Regions from separate parts of the Pan troglodytes genome. Here region 1 is linked to region 2. Evidence: chromatin contacts called from public Hi-C data. All regions are on one chromosome and are shown on one strand. Each heading gives the region's core, a stretch centred on a gene start, on an enhancer-like site or on the middle of the called end of the contact. The rest is flanking DNA. Distances are from core to core; before and after follow the strand shown.

The links. A called contact is a pair of places that touch in the nucleus more often than the background predicts.
Region 1: a contact with region 2 is called in a Hi-C map of stem cell-derived neural progenitor cells, with 3 times the contacts expected there. The contact joins the promoter of RAD18 here to the promoter of OXTR in region 2. A contact is called at or near these places in 2 of 7 Hi-C or Micro-C datasets (induced pluripotent stem cells and stem cell-derived neural progenitor cells).

The regions. Positions count from the first base shown.
Region 1 is chr2:13,001,469-13,005,001 of NHGRI_mPanTro3-v2.0_pri, reverse strand. It overlaps RAD18 (RAD18 E3 ubiquitin protein ligase), which reads left to right and starts at 1,666. Exons shown (of 13, transcript XM_063805301.1): 1 at 1,666-1,855. The coding sequence starts at 1,805.
Region 2 is chr2:12,804,282-12,807,829 of NHGRI_mPanTro3-v2.0_pri, reverse strand. It overlaps OXTR (oxytocin receptor), which reads left to right and starts at 1,708. Exons shown (of 4, transcript XM_063805302.1): 1 at 1,708-2,090; 2 at 2,730-2,825; 3 at 2,992-3,548. The coding sequence starts at 3,134.

The DNA of each region.
Region 1 (3,533 bases), core at 417-2,916, 200 kb before region 2:
CGCTTGTGTTCTTGAACTTTCCTTCCTGGGCCTAGAGGTGGGCTTGATGGGATCTATCACCCTGGTGCTGCTGAAGATGGCAGGAAGAGAAATGCTCAGCCTGGGAGGAAAAGATTTATGGGAATGTGGGCTTAGTCGGTGATTCATCCATTCATTCAGCCTCACCCACCAGCTATTGGCAGACACTCAGAGATGAATGGCACTGCATCCTGTCCTGGAGGCTCTCCATAGATAGGGAAATGAATTTTGGCCCCAGGACCAACAAGTACTGCCTGCTTCCAAATCTGTCTCCATGGTTGAATGCAAAAAGTACATTCCTGTCCCTGTCTTATCTCTCTCTCCCTTTCTCCTTACCCATTCTTTCTCTTTTTTCTCATCTCCTCTCTCTTCCTCTCTCACCTTCCCAGCCATTTGTCACCTTAAACCTAATTACCTTGTCCAACTAGTACTGTGAAAAAAACAATTACTGGTTCACTCAGGCCACGGACCTGGTCTTAAATGCTTTTCCTTTGTCTCTCCAAGACCCCACTTCCTCCGCATCCAGAACTATCCCACATTTTCCAGCTCAGCCTGGCAATCATTTGCGTTCATTTGCATGCCGTTCTATGATTGGCTGATACAAAGTGGGGGGCGGGGGTGGACACCGTAAACCTCCATTCCTCATGCATTTAATATAACATGTATGAAAAAAAGTATCTATGTTTATATCTCGTTTAAGAAAAAAATTGTTCAATGATATTTGTTAAAGCACAATAAGGAAGACTTAATCAGGACAATTCAAGTAGGTATAGAGACCGCTGGAACTGTGTCTTGCAATTGGTGAAAACTGGGCTCAACTCTGAATACAACACGGGCAAATGGAAATTTATAGCCAGGAAGCAGGGTGGGGAGCAGTGCATGAAAAATTACTAAGAGGAAACATCAGAGGTAAGAGTAGATTCTTGCTGAAGAGGCCAGGGTGATCAGACATCAACTGGGGGATGGTGGAGGATGAGGAACACATCAGATATCAAGAGTGATCACATATCAAAGGTGGGGATTCTTGGTAACTTGATTTAGCAGGGTTTTTTGCTAAAACTGGATTTTTACAGGAAGTACACAGATTGGCCTAGGAGAAGGTTCAGGAGCCTGACTAAAGTTTGCTCAAGCAAAGAATCTTTGTCAATCTGCATAGGAAATATCTAGAAGGCTATATGCCAAAGTTAATGGTGCTTCTCTCCGAAGAAAAAGAAAAACTGTGTATTAAAATTTTAATATGAATAAAAGCAACAGCTCCCATTTAAAGCCCAGAGGTCCTGTTTGGAATCTGACTCGAAACTCTATCCACTTTTTCGGGCGTAGGCTTCTCTTGTGTAAACTGACAATGTTAACATCTACCTCCCAGTGTTGTAATACAGGAGACATAACTTAATGGATATAAAAACTTCTGTTCAGAGCAAGGACGGATAGTCATTGCGATTAGGGTGGGCCACCCGGAGGGGGTCATGAGCCTAGACCTTGACAGATCTGGCGAGGTCTGGATTTGGTTTGATTCCTGGCTATCTTTTCTTAATATTCAACTGGCTCTACGCTTTTTAACCATTCGCTTTCTTCAAGGTAAGTGCGGCAGAAGCCTGGCGCATGCGCAGTACAAGCCCTTAAGCGGCGCCCCGCCCACATACTACTACAACTTCCGGCAGGCTCCGCGCCCGCCTCTGGCGCGTCGCGGGCTGCTGACGTAATGCGGTAGCGCGGGGAATTTCGAGTGGTGTTGGCGCGCCGGAGGCTAGTGGGTGGCTGACCCCCAGCATCTTCGGGAGCGACCATGGACTCCCTGGCCGAGCCTCGGTGGCCTCCGGGCCTGGCAGTCATGAAGGTGAGTGCTTCGGGGAGGTTGGGAGCTCCCGGGTGTCTGCGGGGGGAGGTCCCTCCCTTTGCGGAGCCTGTCCTCGCCTTAAGGAGAAAGGATGAGGCGCGAGCGTCGCACTGGGCCCGGGTATCCGGCTCTGCCCTGCCACTAGCCGACCGCGTGGCTCTGGGTCTCAGTTTACTCCTCTGATAAGTGACAAGGACAAGCCTGGTGAGCTGAGGTTGGCAGTCTTATGGAACCAGCTATTCTGCGATCCAATCCCAGCAATAACATGGAGAAAAACAGTTATTCCAAACAATGACATTGACAGCTGTTCTTTACTGAAAGCTTACTTTGTGTCAAGCACTAAACAGTGACACCGGACATGATTTTGGGTGGACGCTTTATCAGATAACATGTATGTAATCACGTAGCCAAGCAGGTAGTCTCCTTTACAGGCTCTTTCATTTCTTCTGATTATTCTCAATAAACCTAGTGCTGGTTTGTTCTGACATACTGCCCCAACTCCTCTCTAAGACACCTTCACTCTTCTCTAACAAGTGCTCATGTCTCTTAAACAGAGATCAGGACTCAGGCTCAGCGCTGATCTTGGATTGCATCTAATTATTTCACTTAAATAACATTTATTTTTGTGGCCACTTTCTGTTTTGGCAAGGCATACCAGTTTCCATTTACAGTAGTGGTGGGCCCTGGATTTGCTCAAGAGCAGATGCACTTTGCTGTGCTGGCTAAAGATCAGTTGCTTGGTGTTTCTTCTTGCTCTGTGATTATTTCCGTTTCTCACAGTGGCTAAGATAGCCTTCTTCTCTTCCTCAGTTTTGTAGACTTGGGGATTATAATATCTGTCCCACTGACTCATAAATTTGACTTTAGAATTAAGTGAAGGCTAAAGTAAGTAGAAGGCCTTGTTCTTCCTGCTGTCATCAGTGACGTCTAGAGTGCTTGGGGACTTGAGATATCTGCATGATGAGAAGCTGACATTGTGAAATGATCCAGGAAAGCTGTAGTTTTGGAGTTGTGGGCTTGGCACCAGGATGCAGTGGAGAAGAGCACAGATTTGAGTTCCAGTGGTCCTGGGTGAAATCTCCTCTCTGCCTCTTAACTGTATGACCTTCAGTTAGTAACTTAACCTCTCTGAGCCTGAATTTCTTCAACTATAAATTAGAGACAAAAATAACAGTTCATAGGATTGATTAAATAAATTAGTTGATGTATGTGGGCACAGATTCTGCCGTGTATTCACTGTGCTTACTGCAGTGCCTGACACCAAGTGGGTGCTCAAATATTATTTGCTGCTTGATTGAAAGTATCTGGAATGTAGTAAGCATTCAATGAATATATTTTATTATTATTAGCACTGTGTTAAATGCTTCTTTCCCCTTTTAATTTGTTGTCATGAAGCTTGACTTGGATAAGGAAAGTAAAAGAGCTCTGTAACCTGTAAAGCTCCTGCTTTGTAGATTTAAGCACACTTTACATATTCCCACAATTTCAGTGTTCTTTAGAGGCGGGTTCCATGTCTTCTCTGACTTTGGTATCTCACCACAGCACTGAATGTAGAGTTTGGCACCACAGAGTGTTCAGTGAGTGTTCAACCAGAGAGTTGATTGAGCCCATATTTTTTGCTCACATTGGAATCATGGAATCTTAAGGTTAGAAAACCAGCCCCTTTCAGTATTTTAAT
Region 2 (3,548 bases), core at 459-2,958:
TCACTTCTGTAACATCATTTATTGTTGTCACACCGCAAATATTAGGTTGATGCAAAAGTAATTGCAGTTTTTGCCATTATTTTTAATAGCAAAAACCACAATTACTTTTGCACCAACCTAATATGTGTTTTTCTCCCTGGCCGAAGCTCAAAGGTGAAGGAGCATGTCTTATTCATTGTTAGGAGTTTTCGAGGGGACCTCTCTATTTCCTGCCTGGTTTCTGCACACAATGAGAAATAAAACAAAAGACAGGAAATGGGGATCACACTATTACTTTTGTTGTTGTTGTTGTTGTTGTTTAGATTAAGACTAAATTAGAGAATTTACCTTTTGCATGAGACTAAATAGCCCTGTTAGGTGAATCCAGAATTAGGCTGTCTCACGGGCTACGCGAGGACCACACAGGTAGGCAGGCTTCCCTACAAAGGGTAGAAGCGTCTGTCCTTGGTGAAGTGGCTCAGTAAACTTGCTCCCTAGAAAGCAGCTGTCTTCCAGGAGAAAGAAGGGCAGGCTTGGTTCTACAGGCCAGTGTTTTCCTTCTCACATTTACCAGTCAGGGGCTCATAGGGAAAAATCTGCCTTCATCCAGCTGTGGAGTGAGGCAGGGGTGTTTTACCTGCTAGGATTGAACTCTCAGATTGCACAGATTATACAGTTTCGGAAAACCAGAGGGACAGGACCTCAGACATTAGCTATCTTGACCAGTGCTCTCATTTTACATATAAGGAGACTGAGGCCCAAAGAGAAGGGGCTTGCCCAAGGTCACTTCATTCTCACCTGAGTCGTCTGTAACTTTAATCTATAATTTTCGAGGCCGATAGGTACTATTGACTAATATTGATTAATACTGCCTGCCACCCCTTGGCAATGCTGTCAAGATTCCCAGTCCCATTCTGGAATGATTACTCAGCTAGAACCCTGGGATCCAGGTGCTGTAAGGTTGGCCCCTGGGATATCTCGGCATGGGGCTGTAATTGTGGATTAAGGAAACCCAGTCCTTGGCTAACTCAATTCTCTCCACATAATAAAAAGACGGAGAAGTGAAATGTCAGGAGGAAATACACATTTAATGCATTTTAAAGAGCCCTGTTTATTTTTGAGTCCTGGCCTTTTTTTCTGCCTTAATTCTTGGCCACTGTAAATTACTCCAAGAAATGATTTTAGAATAGAGAAGGGGCAGGGAGGCTGAGCAGCTGTCTTTAACATTTTATCTTCCTTTGGCATCATTTAGAATTTTAATTCCGAAGCGCGACAAGGAGGCAGAAACGGCTCTTGGGCGCAGACAAGCAGAATCACTTTAAATGAAGACAGTGTTGTGCTTCAGAATTTCCTCTAAAACTACCGAAAAAATAAAGCCTCTCCCAGCACTGCTTAGAATAGAGGCCATTTCTAATTCCTCATTAACGGGAATAGGAACAAAAGTATTCCAAAGCAAAGACTTATTTGAGTTCACTGCTAAAGCCATTACATCAAGCTGGAGGTGTGGGGGGAGAGAAAAGCCTGAAAATTAACATCATTTTTGGGAAATAATCGGTTTAAATGCTTTTGTAACTTCATCACTATCTACCCGGGGAAAAACATTATTATTCAAGCCTCCTATGTGTCTCAGAGTCAAGAGCTTCTACACCAAGAAAGGAAGAAACGGGCGGGTTATTTACGAGTTCCCTCCCTCTCGCAGTTTTAAACCAGTGCAAAATAAACCCATTTGTTAAGGCTCTGGGACCAACGCTGGGCGAACCAGCTCCGCTCCGGAGGGGTCTGCGCGGCTGGCCTCGCCCGCCCCCTAGCGGACCCGTGCGATAGTGCAGCCTCAGCCCCAGCGCACAGCGCCGCATCCAGACGCTGTCCGCGCGCGCAGCCTGGGAGGCGCTCCTCGCTCGCCTCCTGTACCCATCCAGCGACCAGCCAGGCTGCGGCGAGGGGATTCCAACCGAGGCTCCAGTGAGAGACCTCAGCTTAGCATCACATTAGGTGCAGCCGGCAGGCCATCCCAACTCGGGCCGGGAGCGCACGCGTCACTGAGGCCGTCAGTCGCCGTGCAACTTCCCCGGGGGGAGTCAACTTTAGGTTCACCTGCGGACTCGGTGCAGGTAGCTGGGTGCTAAGCAGGGGTGGACGGGATGGCTAGGGCCGGTGGAGCCATGGGGACCCGAGTGGAGGTGGTGGGGTGCCTCGCACTCCTTGTTCCTGGAGGAGCGCGGGGTGTTCCGAGAGATTGTAAAGTGACTTCTCGGGATTGAGACTCAGAGTCCTTGATTATCTGGGTCCAAAGCGCAAGTCAGGGGTTCCAGAACTTTCGAGGCTGCCGGGCTGGGGAGGAGCCCCGCGGGAGGTGTCTATGCCAGGGTCTGGGAACAGCGCTTGGGCATCTTGGGCTTTGAGGCTGGGGTTCCCCCAGGAGGGACTGCAGAACCGGGTTTCCACCGAATCAGGTGCTGTGGAAGTTCAGGGAGTGACGGCCGACCGTCTTAGAAAAGGGGGTTAGACGGGGAAGGACCAGAGCTGGGGTTTCCCAGGCAAGTGGCTATTTGGGGATTTCCTGAGGAAGTACTTGAATTAATGTTTACTAGGAGAGGGGCTGGTTTGGGGGTCCCGCGGGAGGTGGATATGCTGAGGGTCGGAGCGTGGGGCGAGTAGGTAGTTTGGAGATTCCCTCGGGGAGGTGATTTGGTTTTAGATTCCCACTCCCGGAGGAACGTTGCTGATTTTGACCCTCCCTTCTCCCCCAGTGGAAGCCGCTGAACATCCCAAGGAACTGGCACGCTGGGGGCTCTGGGCTTGTGGCTGGTAGAGGATTCCCGCTCATTTGCAGTGGCTCAGAGGAGGTACCTCCAACGGGGATTTCTGGGGTGGCGGCTGAGCAACCCGAGGCCGGCGGTTGTGCCCCGTTGTTTCAGATGACTTGGGTTCCTGGGAATGGGACAAGCACGCCCTACCCGCGTCGGAAGAGAAACGCGGCGGTCTCCTCACGGCCCTCCCGGTTTGTTTCAGGGTGGACTCAGCAGATCCGTCCGTGGAGTCTCCAGGAGTGGAGCCCCAGGCGCCCCTACACCCTCCGACACGCCGGATCCGGCCCAGCCGCGCCAAGCCGTAAAGGGCTCGAAGGCCGGGGCGCACCGCTGCCGCCAGGGTCATGGAGGGCGCGCTCGCAGCCAACTGGAGCGCCGAGGCAGTCAACGCCAGCGCCGCGCCGCCGGGGGCCGAGGGCAACCGCACCGCCGGACCCCCGCGGCGCAACGAGGCCCTGGCGCGCGTGGAGGTGGCGGTGCTGTGTCTCATCCTGTTCCTGGCGCTGAGCGGGAATGCGTGTGTGCTGCTGGCGCTGCGCACCACACGCCAGAAGCACTCGCGCCTCTTCTTCTTCATGAAGCACCTAAGCATCGCCGACCTGGTGGTGGCAGTGTTCCAGGTGCTGCCGCAGTTGCTGTGGGACATCACCTTCCGCTTCTACGGGCCCGACCTGCTGTGCCGCCTGGTCAAGTACTTGCAGGTGGTGGGCATGTTCGCCTCCACCTACCTGCTGCTGCTCATGTCCCTGGACCGCTGCC